Linked DNA regions of Mus musculus: region 2 is linked to region 1. The links are chromatin contacts, called in public Hi-C maps. All regions are on one chromosome and are shown on one strand. The core of a region is the stretch at or near the end of the contact, and the rest is flanking DNA. Distances in the headings are between cores, read along the strand shown.

Evidence for each region. A called contact is a pair of places that touch in the nucleus more often than the background predicts.
Region 2: a Hi-C map of cortical neurons shows a contact between it and region 1, with 2.3 times the contacts expected there. The contact joins two enhancer-like sites. A contact is called at or near these places in 2 of 484 Hi-C or Micro-C datasets (cerebral cortex and cortical neurons).

The regions. Positions count from the first base shown.
Region 1 is chr17:88,951,927-88,957,602 of GRCm38.p6, forward strand. No RefSeq gene overlaps it. Among named protein-coding and RNA genes, the nearest start is that of Lhcgr, 160 kb to the left of the region's middle. Within about 2 kb of position 2,280, at least 4 of the 459 cell types and tissues checked have an H3K27ac peak or open chromatin away from gene starts, as enhancers often do. A contact at or near this core is called in cortical neurons, where this site is marked.
Region 2 is chr17:89,861,510-89,867,325 of GRCm38.p6, forward strand. No RefSeq gene overlaps it. Among named protein-coding and RNA genes, the nearest start is that of Gm41653, 110 kb to the right of the region's middle. Within about 2 kb of position 3,677, at least 6 of the 459 cell types and tissues checked have an H3K27ac peak or open chromatin away from gene starts, as enhancers often do. A contact at or near this core is called in cortical neurons, where this site is marked.

The DNA.
Region 1 (5,676 bases), core at 1,030-3,529:
ACCTGAGGTTGAAAGAAACAGGTATTTGTCTTTCCTACATTTGAAATCTACCTGTGGAAAGCTGGTCGCAGGGTCTCTGAGTTTTGCTAGAACTCACTTATGGAATAGGGACAGAGACTCTGATTGTGTAAAATAAAGGGTAAGAGTGCTCGGTTAGTCTTTGGGATGTTTTAAACATCCATTTTTAATTTCCTCTCTGTCCACTCACTTGGAAACCATGGCTTTTCAAAAGGCCGCTATCTGGCGATCTCTGTCACTTCAGTCTCAGAACTCACTCAACACCTTGTCTAAGAGACTTTCACCAAACATGTTGAGAACACATACTTACTGGAATCCAGGGTCCACTATGATCAGAGAAGTGGGGTTTGGAGCACTGTAGTAGGGGGAGGGGATTGGGTGTGGGTGGGATTATGAGGCCTGTGCAGACCTGGCCACCCTTGGGTCTGATTAGAGAGAGGACACTGGGAAAGAAGAAGTTAGAGTTGCTGCTGAGTGTGGCACCTCAAGGCCATGAACAAAGAGAAAGAAGGAGAGTTTGGAGGTCAAGTTGCTCACCCCTGATTTCCATGCAGCGGCTGAAGCTGCAGGAGGTGCCATCTTCTAGGTAGTTGAAAATGTGAAACAAGAGACTAGGGAAGTTTCCCATAGACAAACTGAGTAGAAGCAAGGTTGGTAGAAGGCTGTTCAGGTATTATCTGGGAACAGAAGAATGGAGTCTTTGTAAAATCCATCTGTCCTACTGCGAGAACTGCATGATTCTTCCTGTAGACAGAGAACAGAGGAGGGTGGTTAGCAGCAGAAAGAAAAGAGCCCTGTGCACTGCTGTGCTGTGCATATGTTTCTGCACATGTGTGCACACAGGTATGGGATCATAGAAAGGTCTAGAGCCCTGCCCACTGCTGTGATGTGTATATGTTCCTGCACGCGTATGCACACAGGTTTGAGACCACAAGAAGAGGAATAGGAAATGTTCATTATCACTAAAATATATATGATCACTCTTGATTTTCCTGCTATTTTTGTATTATAATGTTTTACTTTCTGTCTGAGACATGAAAACATGTGCACAACCTGTTTTGATCAGAGTCACGTCTTCCCTCTCTACCTTTCCCCAGAACCCCTTCATGTGCTTGCCCCAATTTCCCTCCCTGCAACATAATGTTCTTATCAATGATTTAGGAACTTCATATAATGCACCCAGATCACACTCCTCCCAGGTGGACCCTCTCATTCATGCACCCCTCTCAAGGGAGAAATCAGGCCCCATCTGTGTTATCTATATACTCATTGAAGCATGGTCAAACTCTCAGTAGCAAGCTCCTTAGAAAGGGGTTGCACAAAAGCTGTCAATGTTTCTTATTTTTCTCTTCTTCCATGTTGTAATAACCCACAGCATGCAGCCAGTGCTGCTCATCTGTGCACATATGTTGGGCCATCACCACAACATGGACAACTTTCCTGGGACCACACCTTCAAAGAAAACGGACCCTCGCTTAGCAGTCATGAACTGACAATAACTGTGAATACTTTCTCACCCATGCTCTTGTGTTGACTGGCTCAATCTTGTGTGAGTTATGTGTAGATGACCATAGCTACTGTGAGTTCTTATCATGTCCTCAAGATACTGTTTACCAATAATCTTCAGCAACCTCTGTCTCACAATGGAACAGTCTTTCCGTTATGTTCCCAAGGTGTGTGTGCATGTGTGTATGTGTGTGTGTATGTAACAAATAGTCATATTATTGTCCATACCCTAGAGTAAGCAGGTGTTTAGTAAATAATTGTTTGAGAGAAGAACCAGAATTTATTAATTTTAGAAACATGAAAACATGTGCACAACGTGTTTTGATCAGAGTCACGTCTTCCCTCTCTACCTTTCCCCAGAACCCCTTCATGTGCTTGCCCCAATTTCCCTGGAGTGTATTTCCCAAGACCTTGCTGATGTTGACTCTAGAGCCACTTTAATGAAAACACATTAACATTTACCTACAGCCCTGACTTGCTTTAACTATCTGCAATGCGATCTATCTGGAAGCACAACGCTGCTAAGAACTCTTGCAATCTACTGCAATACCAGGAAGATCACTGGCTTAGTAAACGCCTACATTTAAAAATAATTTAAACTTACTTCATGTCTTATATAATAGGAAAATCTTGATTAGCTTTGAAATTTATTTTTGGAAATTTGCTGAAAATAAGCTGTCTGGCATAAGTGCATTTAGGGATGGAATTAGGAGGTGTGGAAGAATCAAGGGTATGCTGGGTAACCTGCCGTTACTGCATTTACCACTAGATGGTGACCTTGTACTTGCTTGGTGATCTGCCCACTGCCAGAGGATGGCATAGTCAACTCTAGGTGGTTGAAACCCGGAGAGTGAAATTGGGAAGTTTATTGGAGTTGTGAAACGAGATGGTCGATGAGATTTGAAGTAATAAAGCTTGGGGACTTTAGTATCTTCCTGACCTGTTCACAGAGAATGTGATGGGTTGAGAACATAAGGGCATGGGCTAAATGCCTATGGTATAGAAAGCAGGAACATAAGACCCACATTCTAGTGCACCTGCCCACACTTTCTTGTCTTGTGTTTGGTAAGGCAGAGAACTTCTTGGGATGCCAATAGCTTCACCTGCAAAACCGGAGAAGACCGAATCTGTTAGGATCTGGGCCAGTTGTCTCCACAGTCTGTTCTTGTTTTGTCTGTGACTGAGAAAGTCTTTGATCTGAGGGCACCAAACATACTCAGTTGGCCATTGTCTACATTAAATAATTCACTTTTCAAGTCAGGCGAATAGAATTTTCGTAAAAGACATTTTTTTTTCCCATTTGGAGAAGTGTGGATATGGGACTTTGCTGTAGGCAAAGAGTAGAGAAGATGGTTGAAAGCTAAGAGAGAAAAAGGCTCACGTGACGTGTTCATGTCTAAATGTGTGTACACTCAGGACTGTGACAATGGAAAGGTGGAACAGTAGGAAATGCCCATTGTCACTAGGAAGGGTCTTAGTGTTGTTGATTGGTCAGCGTTAATTGTTTTCAGCCTTCAGAAGAAGCCTTCAAGAACTCATGATAATGGTTTTAAATCCCAGAGAGACTTAGTGTAGGTCTTATGATATCTGTACAATTAGTATAAACAGTGATTTTATCTCACACTCAATCCAAGGGCTTTGCTTGTAGAACATCCCTATCCATTTACCCAGAAAATGATTTCCCTTAATAATTGATGCTGTTTTACTAAGAGAAATATAATATCTCCAGAAGGCTGAAATGATTATGCGGAGATGTTGAGCTGCTGTTGGCACAGAAAAGGAACTTGGTTCTTTCTTCTCTAGTCCAGAATTTCCCTAAGTGAGGCACAAGAAGTGTCTCGCTTTATCTTAGATTACTTATGGATTATTCAGAATTGACTGAAGCAATACAAGGATGACTTTTCTGGTCTCAAAACTTATCAAAGTGCCTTATGTTACTGTTGTATGGATCCTTGCACTGCAGCAGAAAATAACGTCCAAGCTGGGCAGGAGCTGATAGTTTAGAGAAGGGAAGGCAAAGGAAGAGAAAGAAGGAAGGGGGCGAAGGGAGAGGGAGAGGAGGAGAGACAGAGAGAGTGTGTTGTGGGTGACTTGAAGGAAAAAAGTGAAGAGGCTGGGGAGGTAACTTTGCTCTTAAGAGCAGCTTGATTTTGCAGAGGACTCAGGGTCACTTCCCAGCGCCCACCAGTCGCCCACCAGTTCTGTAACTCTGGTTCTAGGGGATCTGATGCCCCCTTCTAGTCTCTATAGGCGCTGCATGCATACTGTGCACGTGTGAACAAAGTACTCATGTGCACAGAATAATTAAATAATCTTTTAAAGGACAAAGGATGAACTAGATAGGGACTGCATTCAGAAGGGCTTATGTCCATGATTTCATATTCTGTCCTCCCTCGGGTTAGTGCTTTCGAATAATTGTCAAAAGTAGTCAAATATTCTCTCTCTACCATCCCTTGTGAGCTTCAATAAAATTTAATCATTTCTGAGAAGCTCTTTTTGGTTCAAAGATGGCCAGGACAGCTGGGCGCCTGAGATGAGAGCCTGGATGTGATGTGACTCCACTTACTCACACGTCCTCTATCTTATTTAATCAAAGGATTCTTAGCTAGGTATTTGCTGTGCAGCCTTAGTGTTTGTAAAGTTGCACATGACCACATCTTTGCATGGCATTTCTCTTTCCTTTCTAAACTCAACAATGAGATTTTTTTTCATTAACTAAGAAAAGTATTAGCATTCTCAGGAAGATGGTTGGTTGAGAGAAACGTCAGTTTGAAGACGAGGAAGCCAGGGACATGCAGGGATTGGCTGAGGAAGCTTTCTGGTATGTTCTTTCTTCCCTGTTGGTTACTTTTGGGTGTTGCCTGTTTCTTGGGAAGGAAAGCAGCGGTAGCAGGATGCAGTCGATGGGCACCGGGGGCCAGGCCAGCCAAGAGGAGAGGCCAGGATCAAGACAGCTGGATAGCCCTGAGCATTCTGTTAGTCTGCCTCCACCTTCCATTCAACATCCATCTTCAAAGAGTCTGCTTGTATTTCTGAAAGCATGAGAAGACATCAGCATGAGGCAGGCCAGGGCAGTGCTGGGCAATGGTGGCCTGGGGATAGGAAAATTGTACCTTTGTGACCTTGAGGCCATCTTCCTTCAATTCACTGGAAGAAGAAAAAAGGCCAAAGTAACGAGATACTATTTGTGAAAGCAGTTGATAGTCCTAGGGGAGTAAAAGATTAGCTAATAAGAAAAAAAATAGCTCGACATTCGAGGAGGGGAAATTCTTTGGGAGAAATACATTAAACCGAACAAGGTAAACAAGAGGAAAAGAAATGAACACAATTAAAAAATAAGCCTAGCAATTATCTTTAAAGAGGTAAGAGACCATCAAAAAACAAATTGAAGAGAAACACAAAGAAACACCAACTACAGACACTGGATAGCTACATGTAATTTACACAGGTTTTTTTTTTTTTTTTTTTTTTTTTTTTTTTTTAAAGTGTGGACAAGCGGCCTATTAAAATGTTGACAGCCAAAGAGCATGCTAAATGTCTGAGATTCTGGAAGGAGAAACTTGGTTAGAAGGCACTGGAGAAGGGTACGGAGGGTTGAAGTAGCTATAGTATTCATGTAAGAAGATTACAGAAGGAGAAAAGGGACCCTGTACTGAAAGGACACAGAGAAAGCTAGGCAGGGGAGGTGACCTCACACAGAGACATTCTTCAGCAACATTAAAGAATATCAAAGAAAAAGAGGAAATTTTACAAGCTTTCAAAGATAAAAAGCATATTACCCAAAGGAACAAGAAAATCAGATTACAATCATCCCTGATAAAGCTGCGCTCGATGTGGTAAGGCAGTGAATTGATATCTTCCAAGTGTCAAGGAGACAGACAGCAAACCCAGAATTTTATAGTGAGGAAAATTATTATGTACAATATTTGGAGTTTTCTTCATGGTCCTGGGGCATACTGGACAACCTTTTACTTTTTCTTCTTGCTGTGAGAAATACTTGACTTGAAACACTTTAAGGGAAGAAGCACAAATTTGGGAATACAGTCTGTTATGGTGGTGGAAGGCCCATGTGGTGTCATGAGCAGGAGACACTGCATCTGCATCAGGAAGAAGAGAGAGAGAGGGAGAGAGAGAGGGAGAGAGAGAGAGAGA
Region 2 (5,816 bases), core at 2,427-4,926, 910 kb after region 1:
CCTTAGATTGCTATTGCCCTGCACTGACAGAGGCCTAGAAAAAGAAAGTAAGAATAAAACAGTTGTTACTTCAGAAAAAAATAGTGCCCATGTCTTCAAGAAATCTTATTTTTAAAGCCAGTCATAGTGTTGAATAGGATTTTTTTAAAGTAACACCTTAGATCAGAGAAAAAGCTCACAAGGTCACAACCCTGCACAAAGAATTATAGGCAACTGGTTATTCAGCACCAAATGGTCACTACTGAAAACATACATACAGGCAACACTGTATACACTGAACCAGTGATATTTAGGTATAAATAATGTGTGTGCATATGTATGTGTTTGCCATAACAGTTAAAAAGAGAGGTCATAAATGTAAAATGAGAACAATATGTGGGTAATATGGGAAGATTTAGAGGAAGAGAAGAAAGGAAGAAGAAGAGAATAGAGAAAAGGGAAGAAGGGAAAAATAATTAAATTATATGATCCTAAACAAATACATAAGAAAAATGGAAGTGTACGCTTTAAAGGACAGATCCACTCAACGCTGAAAGAAAACACAGTTGTCCACATTGACACTACAAAGCTGTCTCAGGGAATTCCACGATTGTCTTCAGAGATGATGGAGAAAGCTGTGGTCCTGAGGCAGTAATGCATCCCGATGGCAGTGTCCTTTGTACCTTAGCCTTTCATCTAGATCAAGTGCACGTCCATTTCCTCACCAGCCAGCTGCCTTCTGATTCAGTATCAACTTCCATGAGCTTCGTCGTCCACATTTGTCTGTACAGTACTTATTGTATCATTCTTTTAGCAGTTTCTTATTTATTAAATATGTTTTTTTAATTTCCCCATGAGACAGGCTAGCCTCAAGCTCCTTGTCTTCCTGAGTCTCCCTCACAGGTGTTAAGATAACAAGTATGTCCAATACGCCTCTCTCTTGTTTAAATTCTTAAACATAAATTTCTTGTGTTGATCTTCTCTCACTTTTCCCAGGAGACTGTAGATAAGAGCACAAGTATTTCCTTCTATGAAATTTTATTTTTTATAAAAACTAACTTTTTTAGTCAATGGGCATGTGTCCCTTTATTTTATAAGGGAAAAAAGAGACAATGAGAGGTAGTATATCAACAATATCAACAATGTAGTAAATTACGCACAGAGAGCTCTGAAACAGGATGAATCAATATTCACAGCAGTTGTCTAGAAAATGTTTCATTTTAGCTAATTTTTAATTGTTAACTGAAGTAAATACAACAGCTATAACTTCAAATCTTTCCTAAGTTGATATAGTTAGCAAAAGATCAAGGCAAGATGATGAAGCTTTACCTAAATACTCTAGCAGTTTAATAGATGCCGTGTTTTAGTTTAAACTGTAAGTAACCGAATGTTTTCTCTGTTACCTCTAAGTTTGACTCTACTTTCCCCACATAGTTTGGTGCTAAGAAAGTATACTTATGTTGAGTTCTTTTACTGCTTCCTTTCTACGTTAAGTGTTCACAGTGTTTATAAATTTAATTTTGAATTTTTATTTCTAAGTTAATTGACCATTGGCTCAAATTTGTGCCATCTATACTCCTAGGAGTAGAACCATCCATGGGAACACTCACTTAAAGAAAATTGGCTCTTCGGTTCCTAAAGGCTGTAAACCATCCATTGTTTCTCAGAGAGGGAGGTTCATGAATTCAGGCTAGTTCAGGAAATCTTCAAGGAACAATACTTCAACTTGAGTTAAACCTCAGTTACCTACCGAGAGAGAAGCATGAGCAGGTAGCATGCTTACAGTGAAACTATTGCAGCAAAGTGTTGTTGATTATGAAATAAACAGATTGCCTACCAAGTTAAAGCCATAGACAGTTGGCCTGTGGCTCCCTTTGAGAAAGAGATGATGGGTATCAAAGAGTTTTATATATGAATGTCTGGTCAAAGATAGACTGGTTATCAACTTTTCCTTTCTCGTATCATTTCCAGCTTTCCGGAAATAGTTATCGAAATGAAATGTAACCTTGTTGTACTTGAAGAACACTCACGTTATCTATGTTTTATAAGTAAGAGAAGTGAGTGAGTGAAGAGAAAGAGGTAGCAATGTGAAGCCCACATGATAAACCTGGAGGGGTGCTGTTTTATTTTGTTTCTTGTTATAACAGCTTGACCTAAAACACATGTAGTTTTTCTTGCTACACAAAACACAAGTTGCCTTCTCTGGAATGTGTGATTCAGAACAGTGTGTATTTATCATGTTCTCCATGCTCTCAGTGTCTGTATAACCAATGAGCAACTCCCTCTACACCCTACACCCCTACACCAGCTCCATCCGGAGAAACTTTAAAAGCACTCTTTTTGCACTTCACAGCCCAGGTCAGTTACTGCTCAGAAACTCTTCTCCAACCCTTTATAGTGGAACACATCCTTCACGTAGTACTGTTTTGTAGCTTTCTTGAAAAAAAAAAAAGATCTATATTGTTTCTGCAGAGGTTTGGATTGATTAGTCTGGGTTTATCAGAATTGCCATATCTTCTTCCAAGCTAGAATTTTTCAACACCTTTCGTTGCTTAAATAAGGTAATAAAGGAAATTGTCTCAATCAATCAGAATCTAAGCAAGGAAATTTATGTTCCTAGAGTATATTACTTGAACCAACTCAGGAAAAGATGAAGATGTTTCACATGTTCCTTTATCATTTTAAGTCTGAAATTGAACCTGGCATTGTACTGGAACAATGATACTTCCATGGCACTGAGTGTGTAAGACTCATTTTTAAGTTATAAATATTTTTAGATTTATTCCCAACAAATCTAATTACTTCAGTATTCATTAAAAGGTGCTCATTTCTTTTTGCCTTTTGCTTATTTCTGTTTCTGGTGATTGAATCCAGGGACTTACAGGTGCTAGGTAAACATTCATCCACTGATTATTGCCTATTTTAAAATATGTTTTGCCATGTAAAATCACCCCAAATACACTAATATAATTTTGGATACCTATATGAGTTATTTCTTCATCTCCCTTGTTTACATCACCAAACCTACCTCTCAGCAACTAGAGCACAAACTCTGAGAACATGCTGTTTTGGGGGGCAGGGTTTCTCTGTGGAGCCCAGCATGCTGTCCAGAAATTCACTTAATAGACTATGATATGATTCAACTCAGGAGGCCTGTCTTTGCCCCGTAAGAGCTGAGATTAAAGGCATGTGCCACCATACCTTTAGAACATGTATTTTTTTAAAATGTGTTTTGCTTAATGCTTTATGGCTCATATTCCATAAAGGTAACCTGAGCACAATAATATTCAGTAAATATTTGGTAAACATATAAGTGAATTAATCCAAGTATTCTGAGTTCACAAATTTACATTACTAATTTATAATCTCCTCTAAAAATAGATCTTGCCACAAGAGAACTTTAAAAAAGAAAGAAAAATGCTGCATGTAATGTGGAAGAACAGTTCCCAAAATATGCTTCATTTGTTTTTTCATGAAAAAAATCCAGTAGCAACATTTTTTTCTCCATCATTACCATCTTTGTATGTTTCTTTGATATTAAACTCTAGAGTTAGAGATTACGTAAGGATGAAAGTAAAGTTGAAAAACTAAAAAGTGTCAATGTTAACAGTAGCAATAAATAATGTTTTGCTAAAAGCTGGCTAAGAATAGATGGCACAGACTATGTGGGAGTATGCAAATGATATGCAAATCAGAATCTAATTTTAATGCAAATGCTCATGTGGACCGACTAACTATTTCATGCACCTGGATAGAGTCCCTAGGAAAATTCTAACAGAGAGAAATGTGCTTTCAGCAATGTTTTAATGACTGGGTGGTTTGAAGAGCAGGGGTGCTACACCTGACATGCATTGTAAGATCTGCTAGTCAGCTGCTGAAAACAAGCTTTTGTATACGTGATACTGCTTTGCAACTTTGGTGGCTACCAATCTGAGTTACACATATCTTTACTGCACTATCCATAAGTAAGTCTGAAGTTGATTTTTTTTTTCAGGTTACTAGGCAGTGTGTATCAGTTAATATATCACTAAATATAGGAACATGTAAAAATTTGAGATCATGAGTACTACTGAATGTAGTGATCTCAAATATGTACTATGGTCATGTTTTAACACATGACCTGGCAGACAAGGTCACTTGCATCCTCCTTGCAATATGAATTTTCTAAAATAAAGAACAATTGGACAAAAATTGGACAAGATAAACGTATAACTATGGTGGTTTTAAAAGATTAGCAACAGTCAAGTTGACAGGAAAACATTTAAAAGACATAGATGAGGGATGGAGCAGGCAGGTGCATTTGTGTGTGTGTGTGTGTGTGAGATAGTGCCATGCGGTTTCTCTAACCTTTAGAATTAGAAAAATCATTAGCTTATGCTTCTTTATTACTATCAATCATCTGCTTTCTGACCTTCCTTGATTTAATAGAACATAAAATAAATAATATTCTTTGCAGTTACTCCAGAAGTTGTATCTGGGTTTTGTTGGTTTAACTGATACACAGAAACAAAAGTGATAGCAACTTCTTGGTACCATGTGATTCGTCAGTACAATTATACATTATGGAATATGCTAATTTAAAAAGTAAATTGACTTGCATTTTCAGCATTATGACTGAAATGGATTGTCCTGCCTCTCTCACTAGACTCCATACTGCATAGTCTACATGTTTTTGTTAAATTACTAGCCTAACAGAAATAAGTTGGATGTTCCAAAGACAGAGAGGCAAAGAATGGTAGTAAAGAAAGAAGGAAGGAAGGAAGGAAGGAAGAAAGGGGGAGGGAGAGAGGGAGGGAGGAAGGGAGGACAGCAGACCAGTTGATGTGAGACAATTTTTCCTATGGGAGAAACAGGATTTTTGAGAGAACAAACACCAGTAGCATTGGGCTAAGAGGATTCTAACTTATGAGGTAACTGTGGGCAAAGTAGTTCCCTGCCATGTTTCTAGTCACAGAGGCAATTAATGTGAACTTGTTTCCAGATAGAATATCCTAGTTCTCAGCAGCCTACAGAAACTTAAATAATTTGACAAGAAGATGCACAGTATTAGCAACGTGTCTTAGTTCCCAAGCAAGACGTGCTGAATGGCAAGTCCTTATTTGATTCTTAGGGAAATTATAATTTCAGAATACTTGTACAGATATATGATTCTTAATTTAGAATCATGAGACAGTAAATGAAATAAGGAAAAAAAAAAAAAAAGAGTGAGTTCATAGGTACAGATTGCCAAAGAATTTAGTGGACAGTCAATAGGAATGAAGAAAAGAAAATGTGAGGGGACATGTAGAGAGTGGTTCAGTGGTGAAGAGCACACACTGCTTTGGCCAAGAACCAGGCTCTGGTTCCCAGAACCCTGTCATCAGAGCTCACAACCTCTTAGCACTCCAGCTGCAGAAGACTTGACACCATCTTCTGGCATCTGTTGGCAGCTATGTAACATGGCCTTATATAACACTTGCGCAGACACATATTTGCATCAATTAAAATAAGAATAAATCGTTTAAAGACAGAAATACATTTTTTTAAATTTGTAAACACTGAAGTTATATTTTTCTTATAATTTCTGTTCTTATGCTTGCCTCCCACCATCGGATTAGCTCAATTGCTCACTGTCTTCAATATATCTGATTGGAGCCTGTCCTTCCTATGATCCCGGTTGATTCAGAATGCCTCAGAGACCAGATCTCTCTGTGATCCTGTGATTCTGGGATCTTCTGAACCTGAGATTCTGGGTGTATCAGAGTTCTTGGCATTCAAGCTTCCTCTGAGATCCTAAGATCCTGGTGTGAACAAGCTCCTGGGATTTTGGAATCCTGGAATCCTAAGATCCTGGGCAT